Regions from separate parts of the Gossypium hirsutum genome. Here region 2 is linked to region 1. A link is a contact called in public Hi-C data. All regions are on one chromosome and are shown on one strand. The core of a region is the stretch at or near the end of the contact, and the rest is flanking DNA. Distances in the headings are between cores, read along the strand shown.

What was found. Hi-C and Micro-C count contacts between places; a contact is called where the count stands out from the background.
Region 2: a Hi-C map of leaf shows a contact between it and region 1, with 1.6 times the contacts expected there. The contact joins the promoter of LOC107899241 here to the promoter of LOC107899244 in region 1. A contact is called at or near these places in 5 of 34 Hi-C or Micro-C datasets (anther, hypocotyl, leaf and 1 more).

Annotation. Positions count from the first base shown.
Region 1 is chrD04:35,373,911-35,377,759 of Gossypium_hirsutum_v2.1, forward strand. It overlaps LOC107899244 (F-box/kelch-repeat protein At1g57790), which reads right to left and starts at 2,169. Exons shown (of 3, transcript XM_041091329.1): 1 at 2,052-2,169; 2 at 1-623. The coding sequence starts at 2,134.
Region 2 is chrD04:35,639,260-35,643,108 of Gossypium_hirsutum_v2.1, forward strand. It overlaps LOC107899241 (alpha carbonic anhydrase 1, chloroplastic), which reads right to left and starts at 1,836. Exons shown (of 6, transcript XM_016824895.2): 1 at 1,567-1,836; 2 at 1,247-1,461; 3 at 1,052-1,158; 4 at 804-906; 5 at 326-490; 6 at 74-234. The coding sequence starts at 1,633. The coding sequence ends at 106.

The sequences.
Region 1 (3,849 bases), core at 919-3,418:
AAAAGAGTCCACTGCAGAAAACGGGTTTGTCCCAAATGCTACTAACAAACGGCAAGCGATTCCGGTGGTTAACAATGGTCCATTCCGATGCCCCGGGATGACATGTGCTGATAGCAACAACAGTAGGGTGGACGTGCTTTATTGAGAAAACCACACAGTTGGTCGATGTTGGGGCACAAGAGAAAGCCATTATTTCATATGCCAACTCATAGCTAGGAAGATTTATTGTCTCCCGAGTGAAGGGATTAAAGAAGAATACCAGGTGATTCCTGCGTCTATATAACAACAACCAACCCTGTTTAGTGTAACAAACCCTGCATCCACGCAACTCTGGTAGCTCAAGAGAGTGGATTTTGCGCTCTGATGGATCATAGAACTCGTACAAGCAACCAGATTTCGGTATGTACATGAGCCATGGTGATTGGTTCATAACCCGAACTGAGATTGCAACCTTGTGCCACCTCTTGCAGACAACAGATGCTCGAACGTTATCCTCAAATGTTAGATTGGACAAAATCAATTCCAAAAGTTCTAGAGGAAGATCAGACCATGTTTGTAACTCCAACCTCCCCTTACCATCTTCACTTGCAGTTCTTTCAATCCCATTCACCATTTCTGCTAGCCTATACAGCCAAAAGGATTATTGATATTAGAATGGGTTTATCTATCAGCTATAAAATATTAAAAAGAAGTGTAGGATGTAAACAACGAAATTAAACCCTAAAAATGCTCCACTAAGTCAGATAGCTTAATCATGCTTTATATAAGATTCAAAATCCAATGCTTGCTGCATTTCTTCAACCCAAAAGGCGGAATCGCTCCAAAATAACACATTAACAAGGAATCAATACTGAATCGCTCCAATCCCCTAAACATGCAATGATTTGTAACCATGGTTAAAGACCCAAAAAAAAGAAAATTAAAATTCTCAACTATCTATCCCTGCAATTTCTCAAAACCCAGAATGACTCCCAAGCATAGGCATAAACAAAAGAAAAATATCAGCCTTGCCAACAAATTTGCATAATTCTACTTCCTTATTAAGTAAAGAATCAAATTTTGTTCTCATATTCAGAACTCAAGAAGCTATAATTCCCAAAACGCAACTGTGATTTGCATGAAAACCTAATCACCGAAGTTTCAATTTTTTTATTAAAAATAGGTAAAGCTACCAACTTGGTCACTCAAAGAACCCAAAAGAATAAAAATTTAAAAACAAAACCTTACAATTTAAGCTTTCTTTTCTTTGTTGCAGCCATATTAAGCAGAAAACTAAAGGTTTTGCAGTGTGTTTTGAGGTGCAAATAGAAAAAGCAGTAAAAAGGTGTAGGGAAAAGGCAGTGATGGACGCCACGTAATGTAGTGATGTTAAGTTGAGTTTTGTGTTTAGATGAAGCGGCGAGTTTTGATTTATTAGTGAGAGGTTGTGTAGTGAAGGCTTGGTCTTATGGTTACCATTTTTGTTTTCAAAATAGGAAATTCATTTATTGCAAATCCATTACAAAAGTAAGAATGGATACGATCCCATGTCAAGAAAAATTCCCAACAAAATACATTACCATAAATCGTCCATATTTTTCTTTTCTTTCTATATTATATTATTATTGTTATTGTTGGAACATAAATTTCATTTTGATCACCGTAAACAGTACAGGATGAGACACCAACTTTACTAGCCATAACCCAACCAACTCACCGAGTAAGCAAAAAGAAAGAACATTCATTTTTAAAGAAACATCCCATCCTAATGATAAGGAGACAACCAAAACAAAGCCAGTAATACCCATATTCCTTTAATAATTAACTGCATAGATAGAACCAAGCCTAATAGTAAAAGAATCAACCATCATATTCAATTTCTCCAATATTTTAAATGCAAATTAAAAGGCTAGTAGACTTTTGAAAACAAAATAACAACTCTAACATAGCAAAAACATGGAATAAGATCTTGACAATTAGCGCCACTGAAGATACAAGTTCGACATGGGAACTTGGCTCATAAAACGGAGGTTCCCCCCCACCCCAACCAAAAAAAGAAGAAGAAGACTTACGGTTTGAAAAGTGGTGAGATTCGAAAAAACTCGAAAGTTTCAAAAAATAAGAAAGCAAAGAGAATTTTGAGATAAGTCTTCATATCTAATCGAAAAAATGCTCTTAAACAATCTAAAAAACGAGAAAAGAAAAAACTCTAATCTTGAGAGAAACCCAAAGAAACGAGAGGGGAAGATAAAAAGAAATTTTCATAAGAGTTCTACTTATCCGAGGAGAGAGAATAGAGAACAACCCTAGTGGCGAGGTATACTAATATTTTTAATTTGTTACTTCCGTTAATTGATTTAGACGATTTTTTATAATAAAAGCGAGTAAGTTGGTTTTTGTACCATTAATTTTTATAATACTAGCGGCAGGGTATAACTTGTCCTGTTTTAAAATGACGTAAAAAATGAACAACTCAATTCTTATTATGTTTTAAAATGTTAAATTCTAATTTTTTTGTGTCATTTTAATGCCATTTAAAATTTTACCTTTTTACTTTAGTGGTTTCTTAACGTAAAATATCAATTAAACGAAACAACGAAATAGAGACAAACAAGTAGGAGGATAAACCTAAAACCCAAGTAGCAGGCTTACCCTATACACCTATTCCTACCATCCGTCATATTCCCACTATCAAGCTGAGTAGAATTAGAATTCAAAACAAAAGGAACAAAATTCCAAACAACACAATTTGCATACAATAAAGCTACCCTAGTGTCACAAATATCCCATTCCTTGACCCGAATAGCATGATTCTGTGTGGCAAGATGACTACTCATAACCATGATCAACCTTTCTTAGGTCCTTTTTAGTGGACTATCTTAGTTCACATTGATGCTTTGTCCAAAAGGCCTCTCACTTGTTTCGGCCTTACGAAGTCACTTGCATCCAACCATTTAGAACAAGGGAGGGAACCCACTCTTGTCGCACGTTTAGCACTCATGCTTGCAAGAGGTCTCAAGCATCATCTCCATTAATGACGTTGAGCATCGACCATCACGGTCTAAGTCACAAGGTATCTTTGCTGAAGGTTTGGGGAACCCAACACCAAGTCCATGCTCGTTTGATGCGTCTTATGTGCTATAACCCAATGGCACTACTCGATCGTTGGCTGTTCACCAACTAAGGGCCACTTTTAGCCCATCACATTACTCATTAGGGCCACTTCAAGGGCTATGCTTGTTTGCCCCATTTATTCAACGCAAGACTCATCCTAGTAAATCGTCCTAGCTCTAAAGCATTAAGCTTAACAACTATCTCTACGTTCCTACAAGACTAGTAGCCGGTCCACCTATTAGTTATCTTGATGGTATGTTGCATCTCGACGCCCCTCATACAAAGAACTGTCTCATGATCCCAATGGTAGCCTAAAGGAATTCAGGTGGAAGATCTCATGTTCTTGAATCATAAGATCAACAGAGAAAACATGTCCTTGAATCATAAAAGGGCATCTATGATAAACTTTATTCACTACCACACTATCACGAATAAACTAATGACAATCATACCCAAACCAATAGTCTCAACAGGGATTGCTAACTTACTGCCAACTCACTCAAAATATACAATTGCATCGATCCTGAATCAACTAAGGAAATGAATGGAGTAAACTGCAAAGTGAAAGTACCTACGATGACGTCAGTCGGATCCTGATCCTCCGGCTTCCTAACAACATAAAATCGAGCTGGACTTCTAGATTCAACCTGTGTGGCAACAATATGAGCAACAATCTGTTGCCCAACTGGTCTCCCATTACCTCTACCGCGACCACGACCTCTAGTAGGCACAGAAATAGGTACCGAACTCTGAGTT
Region 2 (3,849 bases), core at 586-3,085, 270 kb after region 1:
CCACAAAATACGCCGCTAAAGACCTGTTTTGGCGTAGTGACAATAGTTTTCCCCCACCTTGTATTGCACCCAATTTGAGTGAAGAAGATTATTAATTAAGCTTTATTACTTAAGCTCATCATACATATCAACCTCTCGACCATTCAATGGTTGACAAGGCCTTGCGTTTTTCTTGCAATGTGAATTCAACGGACTGTCAAGAGTAGTTATTTGCTCTTTCGAAATCGACATCACCTGCAAATTTGTGTACTTTTAGCCATTTTGAGTGTAACATATAATAAATATACTTTCATTTTCCTACATTGCAAAAAAAAAAAAAAAAAACCTTTCCAAGAATGATCCATATGACATTCTCGGTGCATGGAGGAGTGGTGAGAGAACCAACATATGTGTAATACTTGCGGGGTCTTCGGTTCAATTCATTTATATTCAAGGTACCAAGAGGAACTTCTGTATTTTCCTTTCCCAAATGTTTCAATCCTTCCATAATCTGAAATCATAAAATTACAATGTTTCATCATCCTGCCCCTCCTTTTTCTTTGAACAACATAACATGGGCTATGTTATTTGGATATGAGAATTAATATAGAAATAGAAGTAGATCTGTCATCTCAAGTTCAAACGATTTCATGTTTTGATTTAGGATCGTTATTAATTTTAGTTGTTATCTTATGGTGAAATCAAGTTTGATTTAGATTAATCGAGTTTGAATAAGAATAGATAGTTTTATTTTGAAGGTGAAACTTTGGTACCCATATATTTTAAAATGCGATATCAAGTAGGGGAATTTTAAGAAGGTTTACCATAGAGAAAAGTGGATCGGCTTTGCTTTCATGGTAGAGCATAGATACAACTACAGCACTGTTATCTGCTGCCCGATGGACCATATGAAGCTCAGCTGCAAATCTGTATATTTAAAAGGGTCAAAACGAGGTGGGAAGAGGCAAAAGAGCCCATAAAAGCGAATTGGTCTCTTTAATGTAACATAGGATAAACTTGGACCAACCAATCCAATCACATAATAGTGTTTAGAGAGAGAAATTAAACTTACCTTTGTCCTTCAATGTGATGCTCAGCAGGTAAATGCCAGTGGAATTGCTGGAGGGTATAGTTTTTGCCATTAATCAATAAATCTCCAGGAGATTCCTCAAAACGCACCTGCATTCCCAATATTCATCAAATTTCTACATACCATCCTAAATATGATGAATGATGGGCAGGTAGGAGGAATTGCTTTGAAACTAACCCCAACGCTGTAGCCTCTGTTAACGAGCGTAGCATTTGCAGATTCGTAGTTCCTGGTTAAAGGTTTCAGTAGTTTGTTGTGGACCGTCAGATTCCTCTGAATGTTTATGGGAGACTGTCTTTTGCCTGTGGAACATGGTGAGAATGTTGGATTCAATTTTCCCCACTTGCCTGGACCATTGTGGCCTGAATAGCCGAACTCCATTCCTCTAAAAACTAACCCAACAAAAAGAATATATATATATAAAGAAGTGAGTCTGGAATTCAGAACATATATACGATGATTTTCCAAAAGAAAAAGCTGCAAGAACATGATCGTACCATCAATGGCAGAAGCAATGCCAAGAAGCAAACTAAGCGCGAAGATGATGAAAAGTTGAAGAGCCATTAATAACACGACCCAAATCTTGGACTACCCACAATAATTCACCTTGCCAAACAGAAGAACAATTGAAGAAAAGCTTATATAATTATCATATTTTCAGTTGCTCATGGCTACTAGTGTTTTGACAGTTTTCCACTGCTAAATATAGTAAGAGGGTCTGTTGGGAGTTTCTTGAGCACCTTACACAATCATATGCCATTTTCTATATATATAGTGAGTGGTAATATGCTGATATTTATTATCTAATGAACCAAAGCTACAATTTGACGGAAAAAATGTAATTTTTGAAAACTTTCAGACATATTCTCGATTAATAAAGGTGGAGGATTGAATCATAAAATTATGATTTTATGTTTTACTCTATGAGACTTTTATAACGGTATATCATATGTTAAAAATGGTTGAGTGATGAATAATAATTTAATATTTAAAGTAAGCTACTTGTGAATATTTATCGAGGAAAAAAAAATCTTAGATCTCACATTATCTAAATATTAAATGTGAGATATGTATATATATATATAAGAATTCACTTTAAAAATTATTGAATGATTAAGTTTTAAATATTATTCCTTGATGTAGGGGTTGCAAATCTAAATCTATCAAAATTGGGTTCTAGATCAATAAGGCGGATAATTATTATAGGGACTGAAATGCTTTTTCAATTATCTTATTATTTTTATCATAGGTGGAATCCTTTAATTATAGCAGATATAATTATAGGGTTCATCAACCCATGGAATATATTCACGGGACTGAGGCTGCGGGACAAGTTTTTTTAAATATAGGCATGAAAATTAATCATTATGTTATTCTTTTTTAATAATATTATCAAGTTTTCTCTTTAAGTATACAACCTATCTGTTTATTAAAATTTTGAAAGGGGTGATTATTATATATTTATAATAGCTTTTGAAATTTAGATAATATTAACTTTTTTTAATTAAAGATTATAGTATATAAATAATATTACTAAGTAAGATTTTGATAGTATCTTTAATAAAATTTGTATATTTTATTTTATTTATTAAATATTATTTTAATTTAATAAAATATGATTAATAAATGTTTATGTAAAATTTAAATATTTTATTGAAATAGTATTTAACTAAATTATTATTTAGGAATAAAATTAATTTTAGTAAAATTTGTTACTATAGAAAATTAATTTAATAAATAATATACTTTATAATTTATGACTAATACTATGATTTATGAAAAATTATTATAAAGAGTGAGTATAAAATGTTAAAAGTTGACCGTAGGAATGCTATTAGAGGTGATTATTATTGTGGGGACGAACTCCATATAATGCCCATTTCTCTGTTGATGATAGTGACCTGTTTGTAAAAGAAGAGGTGGGAGGCTAGATTGAGCCACATATATTCGGCATTGAAATACTGATCCATTCCTAACCATTTATTTTGGAAGAAAAAAAGTACTATGCAAAACAGAATATTCCCACTGTTGAGTTAGTGCAGGAAGCAGGAATATTGACATCTCATCCAGTCTCAATCTTATTAGTCTCGTGGTACAAATAAGATTTGAACTTTTTGTATTTTGTAAAGCGTTTTGCTCCATTTTTTTTTCACTCCACTCATTGCTTCATCTCCCATTACTTCATTTATTTATTAATATTTTTAATTTATTATTCTAAAAACTAAAAAGTTTATTTTATAATTTATGAATATGTTCTATTTTTTTTTCAAAATATTCACTAAAATAAGTCGACTGATTAATTTTCACCGTTTTCTATAAGTTCATTAAAACATATGTTTTAATTTTTAATAAATTTTCATATGTTTATAACATTCTTAAAATTAAATGTTGTACTTCCATATTTATGTAGAGATATGCATTAAATATCAACATCAAACATAAATATTTTAAAAAAAAATCGAAATCTAAAAAATGGAAGTGTAAGTAAAATGTAATGATATTGGAAAGGTGGTGGTATCCTAAAGGTAAAAGAGCACTTCCAAACCGACCACCACGTAAGGGCATGAAAACAGGAACAAGGAAAACGACGAAGCAAAAACAAAGGCATAGAAATGAGAAAGAGAAAGTGTGATAAAGTTATGGGCTAAATTTAAAGTGATATTCCATTACTCACTCACTCACCTTCTAGTTTCTTCTGATCTGATCACCCAATGCAAATACCACCTTCCCTTGGTATATTAATCATATTTACCGAAGTGGATGGAACCCACCGATGCACA